2 separate regions of the Mus musculus genome follow, and region 1 is linked to region 2. A link is a contact called in public Hi-C data. All regions are on one chromosome and are shown on one strand. Each heading gives the region's core, a stretch centred on a gene start, on an enhancer-like site or on the middle of the called end of the contact. The rest is flanking DNA. Distances are from core to core; before and after follow the strand shown.

The links. Hi-C and Micro-C count contacts between places; a contact is called where the count stands out from the background.
Region 1: a contact with region 2 is called in a Hi-C map of the N1E-115 cell line, with 2.7 times the contacts expected there. The contact joins the enhancer-like site here to the promoter of Cela1 in region 2. A contact is called at or near these places in 4 of 39 promoter capture datasets (3T3-L1-derived adipocytes, fetal liver, macrophages and 1 more), 1 of 484 Hi-C or Micro-C datasets (the N1E-115 cell line), 2 of 115 datasets of contacts at active chromatin or transcription factors (the HPC-7 cell line and thymic regulatory T cells) and 3 of 9 other capture datasets (adipose tissue, liver and pancreatic islet).

What each region holds. Positions count from the first base shown.
Region 1 is chr15:100,775,345-100,778,151 of GRCm38.p6, reverse strand. The region is part of intron 2 of Slc4a8 (solute carrier family 4 (anion exchanger), member 8); the gene reads right to left. Among named protein-coding and RNA genes, the nearest start is that of Gm52175, 11 kb to the right of the region's middle. Within about 2 kb of position 1,526, at least 27 of the 459 cell types and tissues checked have an H3K27ac peak or open chromatin away from gene starts, as enhancers often do. A contact at or near this core is called in the N1E-115 cell line, where this site is marked.
Region 2 is chr15:100,686,351-100,689,243 of GRCm38.p6, reverse strand. It overlaps Cela1 (chymotrypsin-like elastase family, member 1), which reads left to right and starts at 1,324. Exons shown (of 8, transcript NM_033612.2): 1 at 1,324-1,390; 2 at 2,037-2,119. The coding sequence starts at 1,351.

The DNA of each region.
Region 1 (2,807 bases), core at 277-2,776, 89 kb before region 2:
TTCCCTGCCTTTGGAAGACACCAGAGAGACAGGCCAAAAATGAAGCCTAGTTCAGCAGGGTCGGAGCTGGGAGAGACCAAATGGCTATCACAAAAATGGCCTGTCAGTTTCTGAGCTAGGGTTTCTGAAACAAGGACTCCGATTTTTCTGAGTAAAATTAGCAGAACAGACGGCAAACAGACACTGGGAAATAAAACCCAAGCCGCTAGCTGGATTCTGTCAGTCTGGTGACCCCACCAACCTAACTCTATGATCACCTCACTAGTCATCCAACCAAGCAGGCACCCACTGCCCAGCCCAGCCCAGCAGCTCAGCCACCACCCCTCCTTCTTATCCAGCCTCTCGTTCCTTTCCTCAGTCAGCCAGAGCCTACTGAGTCTACTGAGGCCGGCAGCGCGCTAATAAAGCACCTGGTTCAGTGACATTTGTAAGAAAGATGTTGATGTTTTTAAAATTAAGAATGTAGAATGTACACACACACACACACACACACACACACACACACACACGAGCAGCCATGAATGAGACACTGGATCTTTGGAGCAGAAGAGAAATCTCAGGCATGAGTCATCCACAGAGAGAGGGGCCTGTGGAGCGCGCCGCCCTGTGCACTGTTTACCCAGCACTCACACGCAGCTCGCAGCTCGCAGCTCGTTAGTGAGCACTAACGGATGCTCTGCTCCCCAGGGCTTACAGGGTGACTCCAAGTCAGTTGGCACAGGGGAAGTCTTACACGTGGAACACACACAAGCCTCTAAAGTTTTAAATACGGCCAAGCGGGTCTTGCCTTTGTTAAGAGTGTATTAGAACGCATTAAGCTGACGTCAAGAATCATAAATCTAGCACTTAATCGGGAGTAATGGTCTGCCAGGAAAAATGGGAGAAGCCATTCCTCTCACACACACAAGAGCCATTCCTCTCATACAGGGGGCGAGAGACCCCACCCCGAGACGCACCGCGCACTGCTGTTCTGAGTCATCTCGGGAAAGCTCTGTTCACATTTGCTCTCGACAGTAACTCTTACTGACAGAATCAGCTCACTCAAAAGGACCCGTGTTTACTGTCACAATGGCTCTGAGAATGGTATACGGGAACATGGGTAGGTATGCAAAACAAAGGGCAAAGAAGACGTGGGGTTTCTCGGCAGCCCCAGAATCCCCAGAGATGGCATGTGCCCCAGAGCAGTTTATGGCATCCTCTACTAAAGCTAGGCTGGTTTTTTCATTTTTCTCTGTGTGCCTTTAGGTGATGCCACCACCCTGCATGCAGTCTCACCTCCATGGGAGTCTAGGTGGGACCCATAGCATACCCAACCCTCAGAAAATTCCTGTCCCTCTCCTCTTCTCTGGCTCTGACATTTCAGGACTGGGACCCCACTTGCATGTAGTCTACAGTTTAAGCGCTAACAGGAGAGATTCAAGTTTTCGAAAGGATCTGGTCCCAAAAGGCCACTTCCCACACAGTGCCCTCCACAGTGTGTCATCCTCCAGCTTTCTTCTCAGCAGAGGAGAGCATGAACCAGAAAGGGGTGATGTCATCTGGGGATGCTGCCATCTGGGGATGCTGCTCCCAACAGCTCCGCAGCTGACCTTGATGGGTGAGACCTGGCCTTCAAAATCCAAGACAGCTTGTGGGAGTTTGTTATGCTATTCCCAAGGACACAGAAAATACTCACACATGTTCCCTTCTCAGTGGAGGACTAAGGTCTACAGGGAAACAGCCAGAGGATGGCGGAGCTGCTAGCAATACACTCTGGGGTGCGTCACAGAGTATGTCTATATGATGCGGCAGGGCGGTGAGGTTAGCTCTGCCGGCTTTGCTCCATGGCAGACTGAGGAGAGAGGATTCCATGAGTCTCCCCTGCCACCCAATCAGTTCCCACAGCTCACAGAGGATAACACAGCAGCACATGCCTGAGGTACTGTGAGGGCTGGAGTTAGGGCTTATGTTTAAATAACTGTGCTTAAGAGAGCTATAAAACAAACCCTCTAACCTGCTATAGCACAAAAACAGACAATTTCCTTGAGTGCTGGGGACTGCTGTTCATGTATGATAACAAGTCATGCATTTGCTTGCTTCTGTAAACAAGCTTGGGTGTCCCAACTACACCAGATGTGCTTGATCGCATGTAGGCAGGAGGTACTCAGGCAGGAAGAACTATGCCTGCCCCTGATTGGATGCAGGCGGGAGATACGCAGCCTTGTGGGCTTTGCCTTTTTAAAGCCCTGGCTAATGCACTCCAATGCCAGACTCTGAGAATCTGGGTGTGGGACTGGTCGGTGACCACTGTTCTGGCCAGTACTTAATAAAGCTTGCTTCAAGTTTGCCTCAAAATTGTGGTAGTGATCTTCTTGCCGGGTGACATTAACAGACTACAGAGGAAAAAGGAGAGTTGGTATGAAGTGCCTGACTCAGAGAGGCCTTACTCCATGTAGTGCCACCCCCCACCCGCTACCCGCCACCCACACACATTCTCAGGGAAACGACCCAGAGGCCGAGTCAGTCCCCCCAGTTTTCCTCTGTTCCCCATCCAAAGGCTGAGTTTTCTCTGGGGCCTGGACCAGTTTGATGCAAAGCCCACAGCGGGAACAGGCAGCTCAGAGAGAACACACCATCGCAAGCTGTCTGAGCATCGGAAGCTGAACCATAGCAGTCAGGGAGCGCGCAGGGGAAGCGCAGTGGCCTCTCTCACACTCAGAGATGGACCTGGCTCCTTATTAAAGCTGCTCCGGACACAAACCTTCCTCCAGGATAAGGAATGCCACCACTAATGAGGAGCCGTGATTAGGAATCCAGCCAGCCCCTCC
Region 2 (2,893 bases), core at 75-2,574:
GGTTTCCCCAGCCAGCTCATCCCTCTCCCTGAGATCACCTCTGTTTCTGGATGCTTGAAGGTGAGCTGCAGATGGAGCCACTCAAGTTACCTGGGCATTGACTCTCCTGAAGGCTCAGGGGACAGATTTCCTATAAGCCTTTTCCCCAGCCTCTCCCAACCCTGCAGCCCCAAAACCTGGACTCCGGTTCAAAGGTAACTAGGGTCCCGGGGAAGCCTGGCAGCTTCTGAGCTACTGTTCCCACAGTCCTCTGCTCTGAGGCCGGCCATCTTGTGCCCCGCTCATGGCCCTCTATACTCTCTGGGGCATACCACCCTCTGACCTCCTTCTTCTGCTGGTCCTTCCCCTGCTGTGCTCTCAGCCCTCCTGCTCACATGCTCTTGCCCTGAGAGTAGCTTCCCTCTGGAACCTTTCCAGACCTGTTTCCTCTTCATAGCATCATCTTCGCTCTGTTCCTGGGTTTCAGCCTACATCTCTGTGCTGTGGACAAACCCATCTCCCTCTTTGGACATAGAGAAGGTGCCATGCCTCACCTGCTCCCCAAACCCCAATCCCTACGTGCACAGGACAGGTCTCTGTATGTATAGTGCCACAGTGGACAGTGGGACAGTGGTGGGTGATGGGAGAGATTCGGACAACACGGGGCACATATGACCAAAAAAAGCAATCCTCATTCTTCATCTTGAATTAAAAAAAAAAAAAAAAGATTTATTTATTTTATGTAAGTACACTGTAGCTGACTTCAGATGCACCAGAAGAGGGCATCAGATCCCATTACAGATGGTTGTGAGCCACCATGTGGTTGCTGGGAATTGAACTCAGGACCTCTGGAAGAGCAAGCAGTCAGTGCTCTTAACCTCTGAGCCATCTCTCCAGTCCCATTTTGAATTTTTTATTATTGTGTTTACCTATCTATGTGTTTGTGGTGTGTCCATGTGTGCATGAGGGCATGCGTGTGGCAAGCAGGGGACAACTCGCAGGAATCCATCCACTCTTCCACCATGTGAGTTGCGAGGATTGAACGTAGGTGGTCAGCTTGGTGGCAAACGGCTTCACCCTCTCAGCCATCTCGAAAGCCCGCTAAGGATTTGCAGGCTGCGTCTCAACTGAGGTCAACTCAGTTGACTTGGGTTAAGTGGATGCCGTCCTTGTTCTGTCTTTGAATATCAGATAAATGAGTTGACTTAAAATTTTGTTCATTTGTACTTTCATGTCACCTGCGCTTTTCCCTGCCTTCTACCCATGGCCCTGCCCAGCTGGCAGGAGGAAGGTCAGCAAAGCTGCTGATAAGAGGCGTATAAAGAGGGCTCGGTTCATGGCAAGGGGACAGTGGTCTACTCTCTCCACAACATGTTGCGCTTCCTGGTGTTTGCTTCCCTGGTCCTGTGTGGTAAGTGGATCATTTGGCCCAAGTTCTGAGGGAGGTGGACTTGAGCAGGGAGGATCATAAAGTCTCTACGCCCTGGCTGGCTTTCTATCTCAGAGGAAGGCAGAAAGCTGTGTCTGTCAGCCTAGCAAAAGCCTTACTCTCCTTGAGCAAAGGACAGGCGCTGAGGCGCACTGCCTGGCCTTGCAGGAGGTTGAGTCAAGAGGCAGAGAAGGAGCCCCTTGGGAGTTCCCCACCAGCCCTCTTGGCTGCAAGATGCCCAGACACTGCTTGATTGGATGCACACTGCTCCTGGAGAATCCTCCTGAAGCCCGGGAGGGGTTTCCTTCAGCTGAGCGGTGGCCTTGAGTGGGGGTGAGCCTAGGCACCAGTGGACCCTAGCTTAGTGGTTTGGGCAGGACTTTCATGGCAAGGGAAAATGACACCCCAGACACTTCAGACACCCCAGAGGAAAAGAAAGCACTCTGAGGCACTGTTTTCAAAAGAAGCAAAAGGGGCACAGATGACTCAGAACTGGCCCCTCAGTGTTTTGGGGGAGAGCAGTAAATCTGCAGACAAAGCTAACAGTCTTCACAGTGTAGCTGCCTCGCCCCACCCCCCACCCGGCCAGACCCACGCTTAGTCATCACTCGCTCTCTGCCCCACAAAGGACACAGTACCGAGGACGTTCCGGAAACTGACGCCCGCGTGGTTGGAGGGGCTGAAGCCCGGAGGAACTCTTGGCCGTCTCAGGTGGGTGTTGCTCTAGCCCAGGCTTTTACCCAAACAAAAGATGCTGTGCATCACACACCCCCAAAAATGTATTTTAGGTGTATATGTGTTTTTACCAGCAGGCAGCTCACTTGCTGTCTAATTCTAGATTTTAACCATGTGTGGAACAAGACTGAGGTGGGAGTCTAAATACAAAATGATTGGGGGCGGGGGATGAATTTATATACCAGTCTTGTGGTCATAGACTCTCAAACGTGTGTGTGTGTGTGTGTGTGTGTGTGAGAGAGAGAGAGAGAGAGAGAGAGAGAGAGAGAGAGAGAGAGAGAGACAGAGAGAGAGAGATAGAGAGAGAGAGAGACACACACAGAGAGAGACACAGAGACACAGAGACACAGACAAAGTGCCAGACTGCCACAGCACAGAAGGTTGCTAACCTTCCACCATGTTTGTGGCGTGGCCTTTCATGTTTCTGCCGCTCCGCTGTATGCTGCATACCATGCTGGTGCCAACCCCTCACCCGCCTCACTGAACTCCCCAAGCTTCTGGGTCACTCTCCGGTCTGCACCTCCCGCCTCACCAGAGAGTGCTGGGAACCCCAGATGCTTTCCACAGCATCCAGGCTTTTGTTTGTTGTTTGCTGACAGGGTCTTGCCAGGCAGCCCTGGCTGGCCTGGAACTGGCTAGGCAGACCAGGCTGCTGCTGCTGAACACACAGGCGCTGCTGCCTCTGCCTCCCAAGTGCTGAGAGGAACACACCAGGTTCTTACATGGGTCTCAAGAATTCAAACTCAGGAC